3 separate regions of the Mus musculus genome follow, and regions 1 and 2 are each linked to region 3. Evidence: chromatin contacts called from public Hi-C and HiChIP or PLAC-seq data. All regions are on one chromosome and are shown on one strand. Each heading gives the region's core, a stretch centred on a gene start, on an enhancer-like site or on the middle of the called end of the contact. The rest is flanking DNA. Distances are from core to core; before and after follow the strand shown. Region 1 overlaps Pde11a (phosphodiesterase 11A). Region 2 overlaps Pde11a (phosphodiesterase 11A). Region 3 holds the start of Pde11a (phosphodiesterase 11A).

What was found. Hi-C and Micro-C count contacts between places; a contact is called where the count stands out from the background. HiChIP or PLAC-seq counts read pairs in DNA pulled down with a chosen protein or histone mark.
Region 1: a Hi-C map of stem cell-derived motor neurons shows a contact between it and region 3, with 4 times the contacts expected there. The contact joins the enhancer-like site here to the promoter of Pde11a in region 3. A contact is called at or near these places in 6 of 39 promoter capture datasets (the 3T3-L1 cell line, 3T3-L1-derived adipocytes, embryonic stem cells and 2 more), 13 of 484 Hi-C or Micro-C datasets (ECoMG myeloid progenitors, the N1E-115 cell line, cortical neurons and 10 more), 6 of 115 datasets of contacts at active chromatin or transcription factors (T-cell acute lymphoblastic leukemia, embryonic basal ganglia, embryonic stem cells and 2 more) and 1 of 9 other capture datasets (embryonic stem cells).
Region 2: an H3K27ac HiChIP or PLAC-seq map of embryonic stem cells shows a contact between it and region 3, with 6 times the contacts expected there. The contact joins the enhancer-like site here to the promoter of Pde11a in region 3. A contact is called at or near these places in 5 of 39 promoter capture datasets (cranial neural crest, embryonic stem cells and neural stem cells), 2 of 15 datasets of contacts at CTCF or cohesin (large pre-B cells and pro-B cells), 30 of 484 Hi-C or Micro-C datasets (the AML12 cell line, the BV-2 cell line, CD4 T cells and 18 more), 12 of 115 datasets of contacts at active chromatin or transcription factors (T-cell acute lymphoblastic leukemia, Th17 cells, embryonic forebrain and 4 more) and 1 of 9 other capture datasets (embryonic stem cells).

The regions. Positions count from the first base shown.
Region 1 is chr2:76,144,415-76,147,818 of GRCm38.p6, forward strand. The region is part of intron 6 of Pde11a (phosphodiesterase 11A); the gene reads right to left. Among named protein-coding and RNA genes, the nearest start is that of Gm52518, 110 kb to the left of the region's middle. Within about 2 kb of position 1,422, at least 6 of the 459 cell types and tissues checked have an H3K27ac peak or open chromatin away from gene starts, as enhancers often do. A contact at or near this core is called in stem cell-derived motor neurons, where this site is marked.
Region 2 is chr2:76,120,089-76,123,703 of GRCm38.p6, forward strand. The region is part of intron 9 of Pde11a (phosphodiesterase 11A); the gene reads right to left. Among named protein-coding and RNA genes, the nearest start is that of Gm52518, 85 kb to the left of the region's middle. Within about 2 kb of position 2,318, at least 6 of the 459 cell types and tissues checked have an H3K27ac peak or open chromatin away from gene starts, as enhancers often do.
Region 3 is chr2:76,336,967-76,340,344 of GRCm38.p6, forward strand. Pde11a (phosphodiesterase 11A) reads right to left here and starts at 1,972. Exons shown (of 20, transcript NM_001081033.3): 1 at 730-1,972. The coding sequence starts at 1,641.

The sequences.
Region 1 (3,404 bases), core at 172-2,671, 190 kb before region 3:
ATCCTTTATGAGATGGTCAGCCCTGGAAACATACATACAAGTCACATTATACAGACTGAGCAGGGTGTATTCAGTGTTTAGGAAGACACACACACACACACATACACACACATACCACCACCACCACCACCACCACCACCACCACCACCACCACCACCAATTAAAGAAAAAGAAGCCATGAATTTGAAGGGTAAGTCCAAATTCTGGCAGTTAGACCAATGCTAGCATTCCTTGGGAACTTACAAAGCCAGTTCACATCTGTGATGCCTATCAGCATAGCAAACTACATGCTGGCCTCCAGCCTCCCTGAATACCACAAGTACCTGTTACACATTTCCGAGTCCATGCTGGCCTCCTGGCTCTTCTCATCCTGCCTTTATACTAACCATCTCCAGCTCATGGTCCTCTCTATCCCCAGATTCTCATTATCTTTATAACCCTGTTATATTGTAACCCTGCTATATCATAACCCTGCTATATCTGCCATGCTGCTCTGCTTTGCCCCTCTTCTCTTCTCTTCTCTTCTCTTCTCTTCTCTTCTCTTCTCTTCTCTTCTCTTCTCTTCTCTTCTCTTCTCTTCTCTTCTCTTCTCTTCTCTTCTCTTCTCTTCCCTTCCCTTCCCTTCCCCTCCCCTCCTTCCTCCCCCCCCTCTCTCCTGGCCCAGTTCAGTCTGCTGGCCTTGTTCAGTCTCCTCCTTTCTCTCCCTGCTCTGGACTCTTCCTCTGGCTGTACTTTCTGGCTGTATTCTCCCTCTAGTCTACAATAAAACCTGCTTAACCATACATTGGAGTATCATGTTGTCAGTTTATACATCTGGTGCGAAACCCTTAGTTCATACAGTGGGTATACATAGCAGGTTTTGGAGGGGTGAAGAGGAAACAGTATAATTGTATTATAATCTTACATTTTTCTTAAATTGTTTAAAAATTGAAAAAGGATTCCAGATGCAAAACAAAACAGACTAAAACAAAAACGAGCATAAAAAAATCATTCAGCCACTGTATTCTTCCCACAGATATTTATTAATGCCTCCTCTATGAGGACTGCAGAGTATTGGGAATATAAAAATGAACTTGTCATTGTCCTTGAAGAACTCAGACTACTAGAGACAGAAATAAAGATATGTGTCCAAGTAGACAATGCTCAGACCGCAGTATTTGAGAAATCTCCAAAAAAAAAAAAAAAAAAAAAAAAGACTATAGAGAAATCAAGAATAGCTTTAGACTCTTAAAAAAATAAATATTCCATGATGGAAATGAAGATAACGTTTATTGGCTGCTCAGTGTATGTCAGTCCTCCCAGCACCTTCACTTGAGTTATTTTATATACGTTTCAAATAACCCAACGAGGTAGGTACTGTTACCATCTGTCCTTATCAGATAAGGCTTGGAAAGATTAACCGCCTGGAATGGAAGAGCCTGGTTCAGAGGAGGTCAGACATTAACAAGCACATCCATCAACGTTATCTCTTGAAAGAACAGAATGGCTTTCTCCCTTTCCCTAGGGATAACATCAGAATTAAGACAATGCCAGCAAGCAGGAAGAGGAGGCAGCCAGGTTGATGAAGCATCATGGGTATGACCTATGGGCTAGGAGCTCCAGATTCCCTAGAATGTCTGGGACCCCTTTGTTTTGCCAAGGAAGGGTCACACAGCACTGGACAAACGGTGGGAGTCTGATTCAGTACAGAACAGTGTGCTTGTCATCTCCATTCTGAGGCAACTGAAGCTCTTAGCTAATCTCTCCCATAAATCCCCTGTAGGTGAGGGACAATTTACATCATAGAAGGCAATGGAATGGGTACATTCAGTGAGACTGGAGAGCTCTGGAGTCTGGGGGGTGGTGGTGCTGCTGAGAAAAACAAACCTTACTTAGTCTGTTTGCTAGATAAAGATATTTCTGGGTATATGAACTTTCCCATCTATAAGGATGAAAAATATGGCTTGAGTGGAAGTGGGGAGCCTGGGGGATCTGACAGAAACAACAGAGAGTTCAAAATGACCCTGGAATCGAGGTGGCCAGAGAGCACAAGAGCTTTTGTATGAATAAAATCATCAAGGTAGAACCTGTCCAAAAGCATAAATAATGAAGACTTGAAGAAGTGAAACGTGAAGGACACATGACTTAGGGCTCAGAGGACAGAACAGGACTCCATAGTCTGTGATCTTAGCCCAAGACTTTACTACATTTCTAAAATATGAATGCATCACTACACTTTTTCTAGAAATCGACTTATTAATGTATATCTGGAGCACAAAAAGTATAAGGAACTTCTGACTTATTGCTGCCATGTATCATGCCACATGTCTTATGGCCATTATCAAAACCATGGACAGCAATTCCCATATAGGAGTATGAACCCCATCATTGTGTATTACAATGGTGTGTCAAAAATGGCATGGATAGTCAGTGAATATTCAGTTAAGTAGATCATAGCACACCCACACAGTGGATCATGAAGTATCTGGTTAGAGTCATGTAAGAGAAGAGTGTATCTGTACACGGGCAACATTTCCTATGTTAAGGGATCACTGTGCAGGGATCTGTGGATGTCAAACCCTCAGACACACTGACAGAGCCTTCAGAAGCTATAAATAACCACGATGGTTCCCTCTGAATGGCTTACCTCTGGAAGTTTAAAGATGATTGATTCTAGTTCCTAAATTTGAAATAAGGAATATAAGTTACTTGCACACAAGGAAACAGTTATGTTTCAAATAGAACAAACACAGGCACAATGGTGTTAAATAACAGTGAACGATAAAATGGGAGACGGGCTGAAACAAGGTTGTTCAACTTATCAGCAAGTAGGTTAATTAAAGGCAGAGATGATGAAGAGATGAAGGGATGGGATCAAGAATAAAAGTCAAGTGTCGCTGAGGAAGATCACACTGAGAAAGCTGTATTGCACAGAGCTAGAGTCTTCAATCTGCTGAACACCGGAGAGCCATGAGACAAGGTTGTGCTTTTACATTTCTCTCACTGTGTCTGAGGGAGGAGGGTCTCCCTGGTTACCAGACCTGCAAATGCAAGTGGAGGAGTAGGGCGGTGATCATCACTCTTGATGCTGCCTACAAGCCAGAGAGAAGGACAGCCAAGGTAGGGACAAGAGTGTGAAGGGAGTATAGTTTCTGTTTAAAGATCATTAAGGCATTGCTCTGCTCTGCTGTGAGTAGCAGGATGTTGTTTCTGGGAAGTTAAGTAAGGCCGGAGAACTCATGTCATCCTCTGTGGGAGCTGAAAGAGAATGAAAGTGACACCCGTTATAGATGCGCAGGACTGCCGATGAGTCCTAACTCAGGACAAAGAAGGATGACTCGGCATAGGGGAAAGAACAACTCCGAACCATCAGTGGCATAGCTTAAATCTGAAATGTTTCCCAAAGGCTCCTATCCTGAAGGTGT
Region 2 (3,615 bases), core at 1,068-3,567, 220 kb before region 3:
GGTCTTTGAGATTAAATGCCTCATGCCTGTCAACTCTTTCTTCTTCATGCTTGCTCTCCAACATGTGAGCTCTCAGCTTCCTGTTTTGGCCCCCAAGTCCACTGCCGGTTACACTGCCTCCACTTTGCCATCATGGGCTCTCATTCCTCTAGGACAGCATTCCAGACTAAGAATGAACCCTCTTCCTTATGTTGGTCATGGCGTCTTATCGCAGCAGCAGAAAAGTCATGAATACATTGGTGAACACATTTCACGTGGGGCCCTCACCTTACTTGATTGCTTATTGCTGTTGGAAGCAAATCTATGATTACCTTAATCTTTCATTACCTAGATTAAAGCTATCAAACTGAAGACTCTACTCCAAATCTCAATCTAAGTTTTAAAGCAAGTCCTTAAAATGGATCCCTGATTAGAACCCATCAGCTCATGCATGACAGAACTGATGCTTAAGTGTTTGATGCCCTAACTGTCCTTTGCCTTTGCCGTTAAGTCACTAAACATCAGCACCTGTGCGCTTGCCAGAAGTGACAACCCTGTGGCTCCAACCATCCTATTTCATGTGGCAGATTAAGAAGGCCACCTGTCAAAGGCAATGATGTCTCTGGGCCTTCTTCTTACATACATTCTGAATGTAACAAAGCTCCTGCATTTCTCACACAGCGTGGTTTCCTACGTCTTCTGACTGATAGGTGTGGCCGATAGCTATTCTCTTATGAGCTATACTGTCCCAGGACAGCTCGTCAAGGCTTCCCGCTGGAATCTTTCCATGAAATTCCTCACTTCGTTATGTTTCAGAGGCTCCCCAACCCTGCTCACCTGAACTCATCCGTTATTCAGTGGGTCACAAACTCTAGAACATCCCAGATAGCTCCCGATTCAGCTGCTCTGAGTGGGGCCTGAGAATTTACATGTTTAACAAGTTCCCAGATAAAGCTGATAATGCTGCTAGTTTGGGGACATTTCTGTGAAAACCACTGGTTAAAGCCTACCCATGCATTTTCCATGTTAAAATGGCCCGTTTGCTCTGCCGAAGGCTACAGGTTGGATGTCAGAGTGTGAGCAGAGAGGAAAAAGACCAATTTGACTGCGTCTTCTCCCAAGCCGCAATGTGATCTGAATACCTTCGTTCATGAAGGCTAAAAATGTCTCTTTAGTTATTTTAATAACTATATTTTTGTGCCTGGATTTCTTTTCATTTCCTAATTCCATTGAAAATGGAGATTAAAAAAAGACACTATGAAATCTGTTCCAATGAATATTTCTATAAAGCTTTTGACTTCCAAAAGCAATCTGATTAGCATGCTCTTCCAAGCCACACAGTCATGTGAGTGGGCCCGCTACATTTCTGAGCAGAGAAACCAGACTTCATCCCTGAGTTGCCATCGATGTGTAGCATGAGTTCATTGTCTCCTTTTCTGTGGGACCAGAGGTAGCATTTCATTTTGTTTATGTGAAGTAGTTCTTTAATGAACTATCAGCAAGAATTCTCAAGACTGGCCATTTCTGTCTAGCTGGCAAACTTGGTTTTCCTAATTATCACCGTTTAGGATGCCAGCATTGGGAAGCAGAATTGCTTGACCTTTGAACTCACTATCCTCACTCCACTGGCCTTATAATTTTGGCCTAGTTTCTTAGCTCAAGGATCAGTTTCCTTGTGAATAGAAGGGAGACGATACCTTCCCTTTCCGATTAAGTTCCACCCGCCAGAGTGTCTTAGTCACTGTTCTGTTGCTGGGAAGAGACAATGGTCACAGCAGTTCTTATACCAATATCATTTAACTGGGGGCTTGCTTACAGTTTCAGAGGTTTGGTCCACTGTCATGATGCTAGGGAGCATGCTGGCACGTGGGCAGGTGCTGGAGCAGTGGCTGAGTGCTACAGCAGGGTCTACAGGCAGCAAGAGACACTGGGCTTAGCATGGGGTCTTGAAACCTCAAAGGTCACCCCAATGAAACACTTCTTCCAACAGGGCCATGCCTCCTAATCCTTTCAAATAATGCTACTCTTTGGTTATTAAGCAATCAAATATATGAGCCTATGGTGGGGGGGCATTCTTATTCAATCCACTAGAAGAGCAATTTACAAGTCCCTTTCACTCTAACCATGAAGGAAAAGCAATCCTACCATGGACCCTGAAAAAAGAGGGCCCGAACAACTTGATGCTGGGCCAGAATGGTTACCATGAAGAATGAGCAAAACAAATAGCAATTTAAGATTGTGGTAGAGATTGTGTCTAAAATCGAGCAAATGAGCCCAGGACGTGAACTCTACCATGTGAACGCTGTGGTTTATTCGGTGTTTTTATTACTTCCTAGTTCCTTTCTGTATTATGAAGGTTGTGGTTGGTAGATAAGATCTCCAAGTGAGATTATAGTATATGCATATTAGATACTGTTTAACATATATGACACATATGGCATTTGATTATTACATATTATTACATTTGATTAAACCCATCCTAATCCCCATGGGAAACGTTATTATAAGAGATGGGTGCGGACTGGCTTATTTCTGTGATATAACTGTCAGGAAACGCCTATTCACTTCAATCACATAAATGTCATTAGGAAGAAAGAGACAGCCATTTTCTTTGGAGAAAGTTTCACGTGGTAATGATTTTTCTATTTTTCTAAGTTCCTGCTCGTCTGTCACAGAGGATCTCAACCATTAACACTGAAATTAAAGAGGTCTTTGTGATTGATAGTGTGATTCAACGTAACTCTCTACACATGCATACTGGACTATAATTTATCCGTGTTTTAAAATAAGCATTTTGTTCCCACAGCGGCCGTATTTCTTAGTTCTGTTTTAAAGTGAGGCTGTTTTTCTTAATCATGAAAGTTATTACATGTATTAATGCCTCACAAATGTGTCTCTAATGAACTCTTCGCTTGCTTGTTTCTCTAGTTTGTTATGAAGAGCGGAGGAGAACACAGCATTCTTTTGGGCTAATTGAGCAAACTTGGATTGATTATTGCTATTTCTAAAACAACCACAACATGCACCAAGGTTTTCCAAGCCTAAAATTTAAATATATCTGAAATTATTAGAGGTCTAATTTCATTTAATACCATATTTCTGCATATTCAAGTCTTGAATATCTATTTCTAGTTTATATGTGTCTCACCGCATAGGTTTTTCTAAAAAAATAATCAAAAGGGCCACTGGATTGGCTTCTCATTTTAGAGGGACACATTGTACTGATTACAGAAGAACACAAGGGATGCTGGTGTTTATGTGGCTTTGCTGGGACTTCCCTCTAGGTCAGTGGCTTTCACTTTCCTAATACTGTGACCCTTTAATACAGTTCCTCATGTTAGGATGACCCCCCCCAATCATAAAATTATTTTTGTTGGGATGGAGAGATGGCTCAGAGATTGATAGCACCGACTGTTCTTCCAGAGGCTCTGAGTTCAATTCCCAGCAACCACATGATGGCTCACAACCATCTGTAATGAGGTCTGATGCCCTCTTCTGGCATGCAAGTATATATGCAGGCAGAACACTCTATATATTAAGTAAATAAATCTTTTTTTAAAAAGAAAATTAAAAAAATTATTTTCATTGATACTTCATATCTGTAAATTTGCTACTATTATGAATCCTATGGTAAGT
Region 3 (3,378 bases), core at 722-3,221:
CCACTGCTCCCATTGCCTTGGCAGTTGCTAAAAATATACCAATGGGGGCATTTCATAAACTAAACCTCTACTTGGTTCCCCCTATTGAGAGCTGCCTGCTGTAGCCAAGCTTGAAAGTGGCTTGTCCCTTTATTTGTCCAACCTCTCTAAACTCTACTGAGGCAGATATGAAGAAGACCTGAATGGGTCACAGATCCAGTCACAGGTCCCTGTCTTCCTACCTTGAAACTCAAGCAAATTTAAGCTAGAGGAACCGTAGGCATCAAGTATGTAGTTAGGTCCCCTGTTCCCCTTCCAACCTTGAACTACAACATGAAAATCGCTATTTCCCACCCTCACCCCCCACCCCGCCTCTCCACCCCCATCCCCCACAGACACCAGAGACACAAAACACCCATTTTCTTCACGATAACACTGAGATTCTGGAGTTTACATCTCTTTCTAGAAGTTCACAGATCCACTCTAAAGCCATACAGACAGACATCTTAAGGCTACATCTTGACAGAGATCCACGTGGTATTATCGAGTGATATATTAACTTCCCATAAGCCATTGTGCTAGGAAAGCACCATTCTGTCAAAGACGATACAACACTCTAACAAAACTCAAGAAAGAACTTAAATAACATCTGCAAAGGGTTCAAATAGAAGTGGTCCTGGTGGTCAAAGGATGAGGGAAGGCATGGCTGCCAAGCCAGTGGGCTGGGGAGCCGAGGACAAGCGGTCCTACCTGGTAGGCATCCGGGATGTTAACAGTTTCTCCGTGTTCCCCGACATAGCCAATGATACCTTTGCCCCAGGGGACTTGCACCTCATTTGAGTTCTCTGTGCTACTGCAGGGGAGCAGTGGGGTTCCTGCGTGCACATCAAAAAACTTGGAGACCAACGTCTTCTTGCCAGCAGCTGCCCCTTCCACTAAGAAGAGAGAGCAACGGTCAGCGTCCACCATGAGACAGACAAAGATGAGGATCTTGTAGCTTAGGCTGGTGAGGTCAAGGTCATTGGAGATGTCCTTGACCAGTTCCAGGAAAAACTGGCGCTCGTTATGCTTTTTGAGGTGGCATTTGTAGTCGATGGCCGTAGGGGGATACTGAGGCAGATTCACCCTCGATTCCAGCAGGGCACTTAGAATGTGAGCTGTGGTGGGGGGCAGAGAGCTGGCCTTTCTGAGCAGGGCTCTCCTCCGGACACTGCTCAGGGGCTCCTGGGCCCGGGAGGTCACCTGTTCATCGTAGGTCCTGTTCACATGGATGGCTTTGGAGCGGGCAAAGCTCTTCCTCAGCTCTTTCTGCGAAGCTCTCCGCTGCAGGCTGCCATCACCCCGGCTGCCACTGGCCCAACTGGGACTCAAGGGAACCCCAGCACTTTCCCCACCACCGGGCGTGGGATGGCTGTGGGCAGAGCCCTGGGGTCCAGCACCACCACCTATGCCAGGGCTGCCTTTAGCATTGCTCTGAGCCAAGCTGCTAGCGCCAGCCAGGGCAGGCCTCAGGCTTGAAGCCCCCTGTCCAGAAGTGTGCCTTTGTAGCCACTTGTCCACCAGTTCCTGTTTTCCTTTTCGCATCAAGTAATCTTCAAACAACTCTGGGTGCCTATCCAGGAAAGTTTCCACCTCCCCGAAGTCCAGGCGGGAGGCTGCCATGGTCCAGGGCACCCCTTGCTTCTCCTCTCTACTCTGGAACCACACGTTAACCTGTCCCGAGGCCTCTAGTTGTTGCTGCACATGTTTGCCCACACCAGTGTCCCCAGCTCGGCACTACCTTCCTGCCAGGCAGCCGGAGGTTGACAGGAACAGCAGGATCCCAGTTGGGAGATACCTGCTCCTTCCGCGGCTCAGAGCGGCAGCTGCCACCCACCCTAGCCCTGCTCCTCCTGCTCCGCACAGGTGCCTGCCGCGGCCACCGCTGCTTCCCCGCGCGGCTCGCGCCACCTCTGCTCCGGCTCCCGCAGCCAGTCGCTGCTCCACCGCCACTGGAGCCGGCTGAGTGGACCACTGTGAGCCCGAGGTAGGCAGGACACGCCCCGGAGTGAAGCTCTGAGCCTGCTGGGGATGGGAGGGGAGGAGCAGACGGGGCGCACAGCAGCCAAAGTCCACCGCCCAGGGTGCCAGGCGGTTCCTGGAAGAGTCTCTGTGCAGTACCGAGTGGGGAACGCACCTAGGTGTCCCCTCTCCCCCGCCCTTCCAGTCTCACCTCCCCAGCCCGCCCGGATCCGCTCCGCTCTCTTTCCCCCCCCCCCCGCCCCCTTGCCCCATCCTTCAGCTTTCCAGAAGGCCCTGGGGAGCTCGGTGGGAGTCCAAGTACTGAGAAATATTGATGATTTGTGAGGATCAGAATCCAAAGTGCGCTCCGAAGAAATGAGGGTCCCCAGAGTCAGTCAGTTTCTTTTTCTGGGATGAGACTGTACTTTTAGTTTACTCGGTTCCTCGGACTGCCCAGCACTCTGTGGGCGTGCAATACATATTAATCAAACTAGTTCCCCTTAAGTTCTCTGTGTAAGAGATTCTCAAATCTAAGGAAACTCGGGGATATTCGCCACCACAGCCCTTCTCTCAGTGACGAAGGGGAGCTGTACATTGAAGGAAGGAGTAAAACTCGGTTACCCCGATTTAGGGAGAACCTTAGAGCAGGGGCCCGTGGCAAGTGGGCCTGAGGACCACGGGTCTCCTTTTCCCATGTGCACTAGATCTATCGGTCCTCTTCCTTTCACGGAGAGATTCCTTGCCTTCTCCTCCTGAGATCTTTCTCAAAAGTCACAACGTCTTGGGGCTCATGCACAGAGATATCTTCACAGAGACAGACTCCTCTTGGCCCTGCCCTAGGCTTCCTTCGGATCTGCTAACTCATAACAGCTGGTTATAAGTTAGGCAAAGAGGAGCAGGGTGATGATCCTTTCTTGGAGAATCCTCTGCTTCTGTTGGAACCAAGCCGATGCAGAACCAGGGCAACAGAGAGGCTCTTGCGGAATCGCAGAGGTGAGAGACAGAAGAGGGCAGCAGAGGAGGCCAGCGTGGATTCTCAGAGGCTCCATATGGCAGACCTAGGTTGATGACCATAGTAAGTGGACATCAGAACATAATAATTAAATTCTCTCAACAGGCCCATGACACAGAGTTTTATTATCCCACTTTAAAGATAGAAAATGCTGGACAACTGAGTAACTTAACACGGGGCTCGCAGTCAGCTGGCATGTAGGTGCCTAAGTTTGGCTCTCCAGGGAGGCATCCTCTGGACCATGTCACTGTACTGTCGTCTCCCATGCATCAGTTGAGTCACGTGTGCCAGAACTGAGACCAGAAACAAGAAAGTGGATGATGAGGTCGAGTGCCCTTTAAGTACTCTTCTGACAACACAAGGAATCGAGAACGCTGGTTCAAGAG